2 separate regions of the Sus scrofa genome follow, and region 2 is linked to region 1. A link is a contact called in public HiChIP or PLAC-seq data. All regions are on one chromosome and are shown on one strand. The core of a region is the stretch at or near the end of the contact, and the rest is flanking DNA. Distances in the headings are between cores, read along the strand shown.

Region 1 (5,076 bases), core at 70-2,569:
GGCTGTAAAATTAACCCAAGAAAAATGGCAGGCACAAAGGAGGCCTTAGAGACTTGCTATCATTGTAATTATTACCAGACAATGACTGTTCCGCCTGGAACAAAGGTGTTCAACACCCACGTGCTGAATAACTGGAGCGCTTCACAACAAATCTGTACCTAACTTAGGACCAAAGATTCTCCCACCCGAGGTATCAGAGGCTGCCCCAACATACAGCAAGCAACGGCTCCCACGGTAAAAGTACCGGCCGAACTCACTGGCCCTGGAGGAAAAGCGCACTGCAGCAGGAGGAGAAAGTCTGTGCCAGCTGGATCCGCCCGGGCTGCCCACAGACCCAGCCTGCCCTCAGCCACCTGTCCAACCACCTGCCTGCGGAAGCCGCGTGCTAACGGGGAGGGCTCACCCGCAGCAAAACCCCAGAGCAGTTTTCAACAGAAACCGCAATGGGAAAACAAAGGGTGCAACTTTACTCTTGCAGAAAGGAAATGCGTCTTTCTGCCGCTAATACTTCGCGTCTGGAGTTCTCCATGGAGAGAGAGGTGCCAAGCGGGTGCGCAGCCAGGGCCAGCCCCTTCTCCCCGCTTTCCCGAGGACGAGAGAGACCGTCACAGAACCGCATGCCTGCCTCTTCCCCGCACGAAAAGCCACCGGAGGGGAGGGGAGGGAAGGGAAGAGCCTCCACACCCGGGTCCAACTGAATGTCTCAAGGGACCACAGGTGAAGGCAGGGCACCCGGCGGGAAACAGCCCGATGGGACCTCCCAAATGTGCAGAACCCGGGTCGGGGAGCGCTCGCCGGCGGGGCGCAGCCAGGAGCCCCCATTCTGGGGCGCTCGGCCCCCCGCCTGCAGGCCTGTCCCCCCGGCCCTCGCGGCCCACCCAGCCGAGCGCCCAGTCCGCCCGGCCCCGCGCGGCGCCCACCTGCGCCCCGGCCCGGGGTCCCCGCCGCCGCCGCCCCGCCGGGGGGCGCGCTCAGCCCGGACGCCCGGCCCGTTACCCCGCGGAGCGCGCTCCGTCCCGGCAGCGGCCCCCGACGGGACCCTAGGCCGGGCCGGGCCGGGCCTGGGCGGCTGCTCCGGCCGGACTGCGGGCCTCACGGGGCTGCCGCGGCGTGAGGGGCGCGCGCCCGGGCCGCCGCCGCGAGCTCACCTTCTGGCGGATCTGGCCCGACGTGGACACCTTGCGGATGAGCTTCTGCGGGGAGCCGGGCTCCGCCTCGGGCTCGCTGTCGGACGACTCCTCGGGCGGCGGCGGCGGAGGCGGCTGCGGCGGACCCGGCGGAGGGGCGCCCGCCGCCGCCGCCATGCTGCCGGGCCAGCGCGCGCACAGCGGGCGGGGGCGGGGGCCAGGGCGGGGGCGGGGCCTGGAGGGGCGGGGCCGGGACAGCGGCCTCCCGCTCCGCCCCTCCGCGCCCCCTGCCGGCCGCGCGCGCGGCCGGAGTTGGCGCCGCGCCCGGGGCCCTTCGCTCCCTCCGGGGGCGGCGGGGCACCTGGTTTTAGCCTCTGTTGATTGTCTTCCTGGGACACAATTTGTGGTGGTGTTTTATTTCTGTGTTTATTTTTTTAATCTTTGATCTCCCCTTCAAGAATGTAAGTGACCCCCAGGCGGCCCGGGACCGTGTCTTTCTTGCCCTGCCTTGTGTCGCCAGCATCTAAACAGCATGCTGACATTTGGTAGTTAGTTGCACGATAAACAGTTCGGGAAGTGGATGAGTGCGTGAGCGCACGAAAGAAAGTACTTGGGACAGGCCTCCGGGATGCCGGAACAGACACGATTCCATCTGAGAAGGCTCCCTGGAGAAAAAGATGTTTAATGAGAGAAAATGCGAGCGGGAGTTATCCCTAACCAAGGAACCCTGTTCTAGGCCAAGAGACGAAGTCCCGGAGGCAAGAAAGAGCACGTCTTTAGAAAAAAGGGAAACTGTAGCCTAAAGGAAGGAAAATGCTTGAAGAGGTGAGCCTGGGGGCGGGCAGGTTAGCCTGGGCTTTGCAAAGCTGATAAGGGGTTTGGTCTTTTAGGCTGAGTCCTGAGAGCACCAGGAAGCCCTTGAGGGATCTTAATCCTGGGCGGGGCTGGGTCACAACGCTGAGGCCTGGGATCCGGGCTTTGAAGTAACCGGGGCAGGTGTCTGCCCTGGATTAATGGGAAGGGAAGCAAAGATAGAGAAGTGGGAAGGGGAGTAATGGCTAGCAGGAGGCCTTGGCAATTTGAGATAAGCCCCTCCTTCCCATCTAAGACAGCTGGACCGTGAGTGGGTGGAGCCCTGGCTGGGAGGAAGAGGGGTGCCCTTGGAGTTGAGATCAGCTGAGCCTCTGAGTCATCCAGGTGGAGAAAGGTTGGGTGCCAGCGCTGCCCATTAGCCACACGGGCTACTTCAATTTCAATTAATTAAGATTAAATTTTCAGTTCCTCGATCACACTTGCCACCGTTCAGCTGCTCAGTAGCTGCCTATGATTTAGCAGCTACCACACCGGACGGCACAAATAGAGACTATTTCCATTGCCGAGGAAAGTTCTGCAACTCAGGAGCATAGCAATGACGCCCATATCCTAACCACTGGGCACGTGCCAGACACTTGACCAATCCACACGCAAGTCCCCCCAGAGCGAGCTCGGTGGTCTCATTCTAGAGGTGGAGACTCTGCAACTTGAGGTTGGGAAACCTCCCCCAAAGAATGCAAGAGAGGCAGAATTTGAACTTGGACCATGTGATTCCCAAGCCCTTGACCCTTCAGGGGAAGGCCTCCCAGGAAGCCGAGAGGAGCCTATAGGAAGAAAGAGGAGAGAAGGGTCTTGCTGTGGGCTGACCTGTGTCTCCCCGACACCCATATGTTGAAATCCTAACCCTCTAGTAGCTCAGAATGTGGGCATATTTGGAGACAGGGTCTTCGAGGAGGTAACCAAGTTAAAATGGGGCCATTAGGGTGGAATCTAATCCCATACAACCAGTGTCCTTATAGGAAGAAATTTGGATGCAGACAGGCTCAGAGGTAAGACTGTATGAAGACACACAGAGAGCCATCTACAAGCCAAGGAGAGAGGCCTCAGAAATTGGACCATGGAGTTCCCATCGTGGCTCACTGGTTAAGGAACCCAACTAGTATTCCTGAGGACACGGGTTCAATCCCTGGCCTCGCTCAGTGGGTTAAGGATCTGGTGTTGCCATGAGCTGTGGTGTAGGTTGCAAATGCGGCTCGGATCCAGTGTTGCTGTGGCTGTGGTGTAGGCCGGCAGCTGCAGCTCTGATTCAACCCCTGGCCTGAGTACTTCCATATGCCACAGGTGCAGGCCTAAAAAGACCAAAAAAAAGGAAAGAAAAGAAAAAAGAAAGATAGGAAGAAATCAAACCCTGCCGACAGCTTCATCTCAGACTTCTGGCCTCCAGAATTGTGAGAAAATCAATTTCTGTTGCTGAAGCTCCCAGGTGTGTGGTACTTTGTCATGACAGCAGGAAGAGACTAATAAGGGCTCCGAGGGGAGGGTATCTTGAATCTCCACAGAGACTAGTGATTTTTGTATCAGTCCATTATAAATACAGTGTGATACCGAAGTGCAAAACCCTGGGGTTGTGGGGGAGGGGGAGGAGCTGTACCGGGGGAGAAAGAGTTAACTGTCTGGGGTGTCAGGGAAGGCTCTTCAAAGGAGAGGTGACCCTAGCAGGGTTGGGAGCTTTGACTAGAAAGGCTAGGAGATGGAGAGAATTTTCCAGGAAAACATGAAGACAAGGCAGGAGACTATTAGGGAAGTTGGGAGGATGACAAGGGATTTCGATTGGCCGGTGAGCCAAGGGTGAGGTTGTGGGGAGGCTGGCAGGGGAGCAGCTGCACCAGGACCCAGAGCGGCCTCTGTCCCCTCAGGAGCAAGGACTTTATCCCCTGGGCACCGGGGCCCCTGGAGGGTTTTAAAAAAGAAGGGGACCTAATGCATCTGGACAGAGAGTGATCCAGAGGAGAAAAGACTAGAAACAGGGCATTAAAAAGCGATTTAGAGAGTTCCCGTCGTGGCGCAGTGGTTAACGAGTCCGACTAGGAACCATGAGGTTGCGGGTTGGATCCCTGCCCTTGCTCAGTGGGTTAAGGATCCGGTGTTGCCTTGAGCTGTGGTGTAGGTCTCAGACATGGTTCGGATCTCGCATTGCTGTGGCTGTGGTGTAGGCCAGCTGCTACAGCTCCGATTCGACCCCTAGCCTGGGAACCTCCATATGCCGCAGAAGCGGCCCAAAGAAATAGCAAAAAGACCAAAAAAAAAAAACAAAACAAAACAAAAAAAAAAACAACAACAACAACAAAAAATGATTTAGCAATCCAGGCAACGCTGATTTGGGCCAGAATCGAGGAGGCAGTTCTGGGGATGGAGAGAGGAGGTGACAGACAGGAGACACGGCAGAGGGAAGCAAAGGGACCAGCTGCTCCTGGTCAGGAGATTAGGGAGCAGGATGCGCCAGGGTGCCTCCCAGATGCGGGGCATGAACTCGGTTTGGAGCAAACTGCACTTGAGGTGCCTGGGTGTGCTGTTAGCTACACCTGCTAGATGTTCACGGGACACCTGGGTTCCCGAATCCATCATTTTAGAGGTGAAAAGCCAAGGCCATGAACACAAACACAAGGGAGAGTTAAGAGGTAGAAGCAGTGGCTGGATAGGAATCTATCTGCAATTATGAAAAAGCACTAGAAATTGTCACAGCCAAGGAAAGGTGACAACTGGATGTCCTGCAGGATCTTGGAACAGAAAAAGGAATTTAGGCAAAAACTAAGGAAACCTGGGAGTTCTCCAGTAGCCCAGCGGGTTAAGGATCTGGCGTTGTCTCTGCTGTGGTGTGGGTTCGATCCCTGGCCCGGGAACCTCCCCATGCCGTGGGCCTGGCCAAAAAGAAACAACAAACAACAAAAACCAAACCAAAACAAAAAAAAAAAAAACGAAGGAAATCTGAGTAAAGAATGGGCTTTAGTTTAATAATAACCTGTCAGTATTGATTCAGGGTGGCAAATGTACCATCCTAATATAAGGTGTTAATAACTTAGGAGAAGCCGGGTGTGGGAGAACTCGCTGTACTTTGCCACTTTTCTGTAAATCTAAA
Region 2 (5,034 bases), core at 1,172-3,671, 67 kb before region 1:
ACATAATTAACCCTGGGAGTCTGAGTGTCAACTTGGACTGTCCTTACTTGGGAAAGGCTCTGAAGCTCATGTCCCACTCCCTGGAAATTCTGATTTAATTCTAGGAATCAGCAATCAATCATGAAAACCTTGAACCACTTAACTAAAGATGACTGTATCCTCATGGGTAAGTCTCAGAAACACAATGCTGGATGAGAAAAAAGCAAGCTGCAGGAGATGTGTATTGTGACACCTTTTATTAGAAATTTTTAGGAGTTCCCATCGTGGCGCAGCGGAAACAAATCTGACTAGGAACCATGAGGTTGCAGGTTCGATCCCTGGCCTCACTCAGTGGCTCCAGGACCTGGCGTTGCTGTGAGCTGTGTTATAGGTCGCAGATGCAGCCTGGATCTGACGTTGCTGTGGCTGTGGCATAGGCTGGCAGCTGTAGTGCCAATTGGACCCCCAGCCTGGGAATCTCCATATGCTGTGGAAATGGCCCCAAAAAGCAAGACTAAACTATACACAGTATTGTTTATATCTATAAATATGAGTAGAGAAAGTATAAAAAGCATGCAAACAAATGATAAACACCAAACTCAGAATGGGGGTGACTGCGGGGGAGGGGGCAGGAGGAGAACCGGATGGGAAATTAATACAAAGAACTCCAAGTAGGTTTGTAATTTTCCTTCTCGGGCTGGAAGTGTACACAATTATCATGCTACTTTTTAAATGCCTGAAATATTCAATAATTTTTTTTTAAATGTTATATGCTTTGACAAAAAAAAAAAAATGCTGAAATATCCTAGCTAGGGCTAGAGATACATACACTATGTTTTGTGTTTATGGTATTTGTACACACACACACACAGGAACAGAGTATGTATAGTTCATTATACTTACGATTTATAGTATAAATTTATAGTTTGCCTTGTGGTTTGAGCTTAGCCTTACAGAAGGGAATGGGTCAGCCCGAAACCATGCCTGCACACAGATTCGGATTCTGCTGGTCAAACCGCGGAATCTCTGGGAGCCTGACCTTGGCGGCCAAGTGCTCATTCACTCGCTGCCGCACAGAACGGCCGCCCCCAGGGCTGGCATGGCAGTCACACACCCGCCCGCCTCCGGGCCTCCGTGGCTGCCAGGCATTGCATGGCAGACACAACTGTTCCTCATTTGCCTCTCAAATTTCTCTTAACGAGCTGGCTGAATGTGTGAAAGTAAGGCTGATGCTTGATGAGGGAGCAAGGGGGTGGCGCTGGCCGGACCGCTCAGAAGGAAGCTTTCAGAGACCAACAAAGAAGCTTCTCTCCCAACACACCCCCTTCCATGAACCCTTGGGGCGGCAGCCACCAGAACCCCAGAAACTGCCTTTCTGAAGATTCTCAAAGCACGGGGCCTGCTGCTCAAAGGACAGGCCAGCTCTCGAAGCCTCAGTGATGGGATGAAGGGCGTGCAGGGGGCGGTACAGCATAGCAGTCACACAGACCGAGACGGCAGAGGCACAAATGACTCGTCCCTCGAGGCCTCAGCTTCTTAACCTACAAACTGGGGAGCAGTGCCTGCCCCTCAGGGTCCCCACTCCCACCCCCATGAATGAGACACTACTGCTGTGGTGGCAGGAGCTGTCACCTGCTGTCCTCCAGCAGAAAGGCACTGGTCCAAAGGCCAGCACAGGTCAGAGCATGTGAGGCGATGAAGAGAGCAAATGATTGGCTTCCAGCTGCTCCCACAGCGAGATGACACGGACACAGCAGACAGCTGGGCGCAGGGACACCCATGGAGCAGCCCACGTGGGCCTCTGGTCAACAGGTGCCTAAAGCACAGTCTGACACCACTGGGCAAAAATCACCCACTTCTCCAGCACTGTGACCAGGGAGTGAGCGCTCCCCCAGGCAGACTGCTTCCAGGCTCCAGGTGCTTGGGGACCTGGGTGAAACCCTCCTGTGACAAAGCTCAGACAATGGCACTCCTCTCAGAGAAGCTCATTGACCTGCAGGCTTTCCATCTGGCTGCAAGGTGACCAGAGAGCACTTCTGGCGCGTGGGTGAAGTCACACCACCACGCCGGGGGCTTTAAAACCCCAGTCTTCTGCTTCTAAGAAACAGACGAAAAGCAGCCCTCCTGAGAACCTCCCATCGTCCACAACCCACCCCACTCCGTTCGTCTTAAACGCTTGTGATGGTAACTCGTGCCGCACAGCTTCCCACGGCCCGACCGCCCACCACCACCCGGAGCTCCTACCTGCCACCCTGCCTCTTCAGAGCATCTTCCAACTGCGCGAAGTGGACCGGAATCGAAGTGGCCTAGCAGAAACGAAACTCGGGTTTGAAAGCCGAGGGGCAAGAACCCAAGGGTCACTGGAGCAGACCAGAGACGGAGTGTGCCTGTCAGCGCGGCACGGTTCAGCCACCAACAGAAAGAGGAGCAATGGGCAGTGTCCACGCAGGATTAGGAACCTGGAACTACTCGGCTAAATATAGCTCCCGGGCCTGCGGGGCCTGGGAAGGTGGCCGAGAACAAGCACGTGGCACACTTCCTGTTACTCACATCCTGCTTCTCCGATGCGCCCGACACACTGGATGGCCAGACCCAAGCCCCTACCTGGAAGCCCCCCGAGACAGGCTACTCACAACAGCTGGGACGTGCGTAGACAACGGACTTCCTCACACAGGATCACACGAAACACAAAAATAGACACCACCGCACAAACAAGCTCCCGGAGGTGCCTGGGGGAAAGCAGCTCAGGACGCAGGGCCAGACTCCCAGGCCCCCACCCTGTTCTCTGCCCCCCGAAGAAGAAGCAGGCACCGCTTTCCCTTCCGAGGCTGCACCTCACCTCGTCTCAGGGCAGCTTTGGGGGCTAAGAGGGGGTCCCCACCACTGTGACTCACCCACCCAGGGCCCAGGGTCCCCTCCGCCCTGCCCATCTCCCAACTCTCCTAGGACACCAGCCCTAGGGACCCCAGGACGGTCAGGCAGGGAGCAAAGCCAACTGGGTCGCAGGTCAAAATCACATGTAATCTATCAGAAGACGGGTTTTTCAAAAGGAACAAAAGGTTAACTAAAGCAAAAGTTATACCTAAAACTGAAATGTGACAAAGAGCGTTATTTATCTAGTGGGTATTTCAACAGAGCTTCATCAGCTTTGAAACGTGTTTGATGTGAGGGAAACCTTGGAGACGAGAGACTGCCCTGAGCAGAGGGCCCCTGGGCTGGGGTAGGGGGTGTCATCGCCTTGAAGAACCCCCAGGGGTAGGGGTGGTGCCCCAGATGGCAATTCCCCAACAGTAGGCAGGGAGACAAGAGACCAACAGGCAGAAGGCAGAATACAAACAAATGAAACCTAACATGCCTCTGAGAGCAGAACACTAGAAAGAGCCTAAATCTCCAAAAACTGGGGAATGGCGAAATACATAAATAATGACACGTTCACACAACAGAATACCATTTAGACAAGTTTAAAAAGGGTGATGAGAACGCATATTTATGCACAGAGGTGTTCATCATATAAATTTTAACAGCAGGCTACAAATTAGCATGCATAATTGATGCCACTTTTTGGAAAACTAAAGTAGAGGTACTGGTATTCACTGGAAAATCCCTAAAGTCTATGTCTCTATCAGGGTCTCAGCTGCAGCACTACTGACACTGTGAGCCCAGCAACTGTAGGGGCTGTGCCCACAGCACTGCAGGGAGCTGAGCAGCATCAGGGACACGCCAGGAGTGTGCCCTCAACCCCCACCCCCATCCAGCTGTCACAGCCCCAAATGTCTCCACTGCCCGAGGTCCTCCTGTGGGCAGACCTCACCTCCCCCCCTCCTTAACCGTCCCCATGTTTGAGAACCTCAGGTCTCTACAGCAGTTTTCGTGTCTGGGATCTCAGTGATAAGACTTCTGAGGGTTTTTTATTTGTTTTGGGTTATGTGTACTTAATTATTTATCAGGAACTGGTCATTTGTATTAAAAAGCAAATAAAAGAGCAGTCTCAGCATCAGTAAAGCATTACAGGTGTTTTTGCTGTAATGCAAAATTTGAGTTGCTGAAAATCCTCACATTCTACAAGTGAACAATAAAAATAGTAAGTCTCCTGGCAAAGGATGAGCTGGGGCAGACCGCTCACATCTTGGCAATGCTGCAGCCAAAGATTAACAAAACAGCAATCCTAGTGCCAACACCAGTGCTGCGCAGACTTTGAGAGTACATAAGGAAATACTACAGTAAACACTGCACTTTACCTTTCAAAAAAAATGAAGGCACTTCATGAATGGAGTCGCTTAGCTAAGTGCATACAGAATTAGGGTTCAAACACTTGAGCACAGACCCCAAGCCCAGGGCTATGCTCCCCCGTGGCTGGCCACATCCTGCTGCTTTCAGCTGGTGGGTGAGTGCACTTATTGTTCGAGAAACACGCCACAGCAGAAAGGACTGCACCTCCCTCCTGGCTACTGCACAGAAGGAACAATTAGCTCCAAGTCATTAGTTCAAACACCTAGAATTATTATCATCCCAGTGATAATAATAATTACCCAGCAAAGTACCCTGGTAACGGGTCTTGAAGGATGTGGGGATGAAAGAACTGGATGGGAGTGATTCAGCTGTCAAATCTGACAGCCGCCATGCTATCGTAATTGACCTGCTTCCCTCTGGCAGTATTTGATTATAAATCTGCATGTACCCAAGTGCATCTACAGTAACCTTACAGTTAACAGTTATCTAGGAGGGGAGAGAACTCATAACCAACTTCTCCAGCCCAAGGTCGGCCCACCATGCCCTGTTCTAATCATTGAAGGTCAAGGTGATTAAGCAGTCAGACTTCCCAGAGCAAAGCGGCCTGAGGTAAGTGCACCTGTATTTGCTGACTTGCCAGGTGTGTCCTCCTTGGGACAAAGTCTCATGCCCACCTTCACTGATGAGCTGGTCTCAGGCTGTTTATACGTTCAGTAAACTATGGACTAGTTACCAGGCGGCACGCCAGGAAACAAGCAAAATACCAAAAGGAAAAAACAAGGTTTACACAGAATTTATACATATATATTTAAAGGGTAGGACACA

Evidence for each region. HiChIP or PLAC-seq counts read pairs in DNA pulled down with a chosen protein or histone mark.
Region 2: a contact with region 1 is called in an H3K27ac HiChIP or PLAC-seq map of skeletal muscle. The contact joins the enhancer-like site here to the promoter of DGKD in region 1. A contact is called at or near these places in 1 of 5 promoter capture datasets (fetal liver), 7 of 47 Hi-C or Micro-C datasets (alveolar macrophages, brain, fetal skeletal muscle and 4 more) and 2 of 2 datasets of contacts at active chromatin or transcription factors (alveolar macrophages and skeletal muscle).

The regions. Positions count from the first base shown.
Region 1 is chr15:133,745,592-133,750,667 of Sscrofa11.1, reverse strand. DGKD (diacylglycerol kinase delta) reads right to left here and starts at 1,319. Exons shown (of 30, transcript XM_021075023.1): 1 at 1,149-1,319. The coding sequence starts at 1,304.
Region 2 is chr15:133,814,233-133,819,266 of Sscrofa11.1, reverse strand. The region is part of intron 3 of DGKD (diacylglycerol kinase delta); the gene reads right to left. Among named protein-coding and RNA genes, the nearest start is that of DGKD, 67 kb to the right of the region's middle. Within about 2 kb of position 2,421, at least 25 of the 83 cell types and tissues checked have an H3K27ac peak or open chromatin away from gene starts, as enhancers often do. A contact at or near this core is called in alveolar macrophages, fetal liver, fetal skeletal muscle and 3 more, where this site is marked.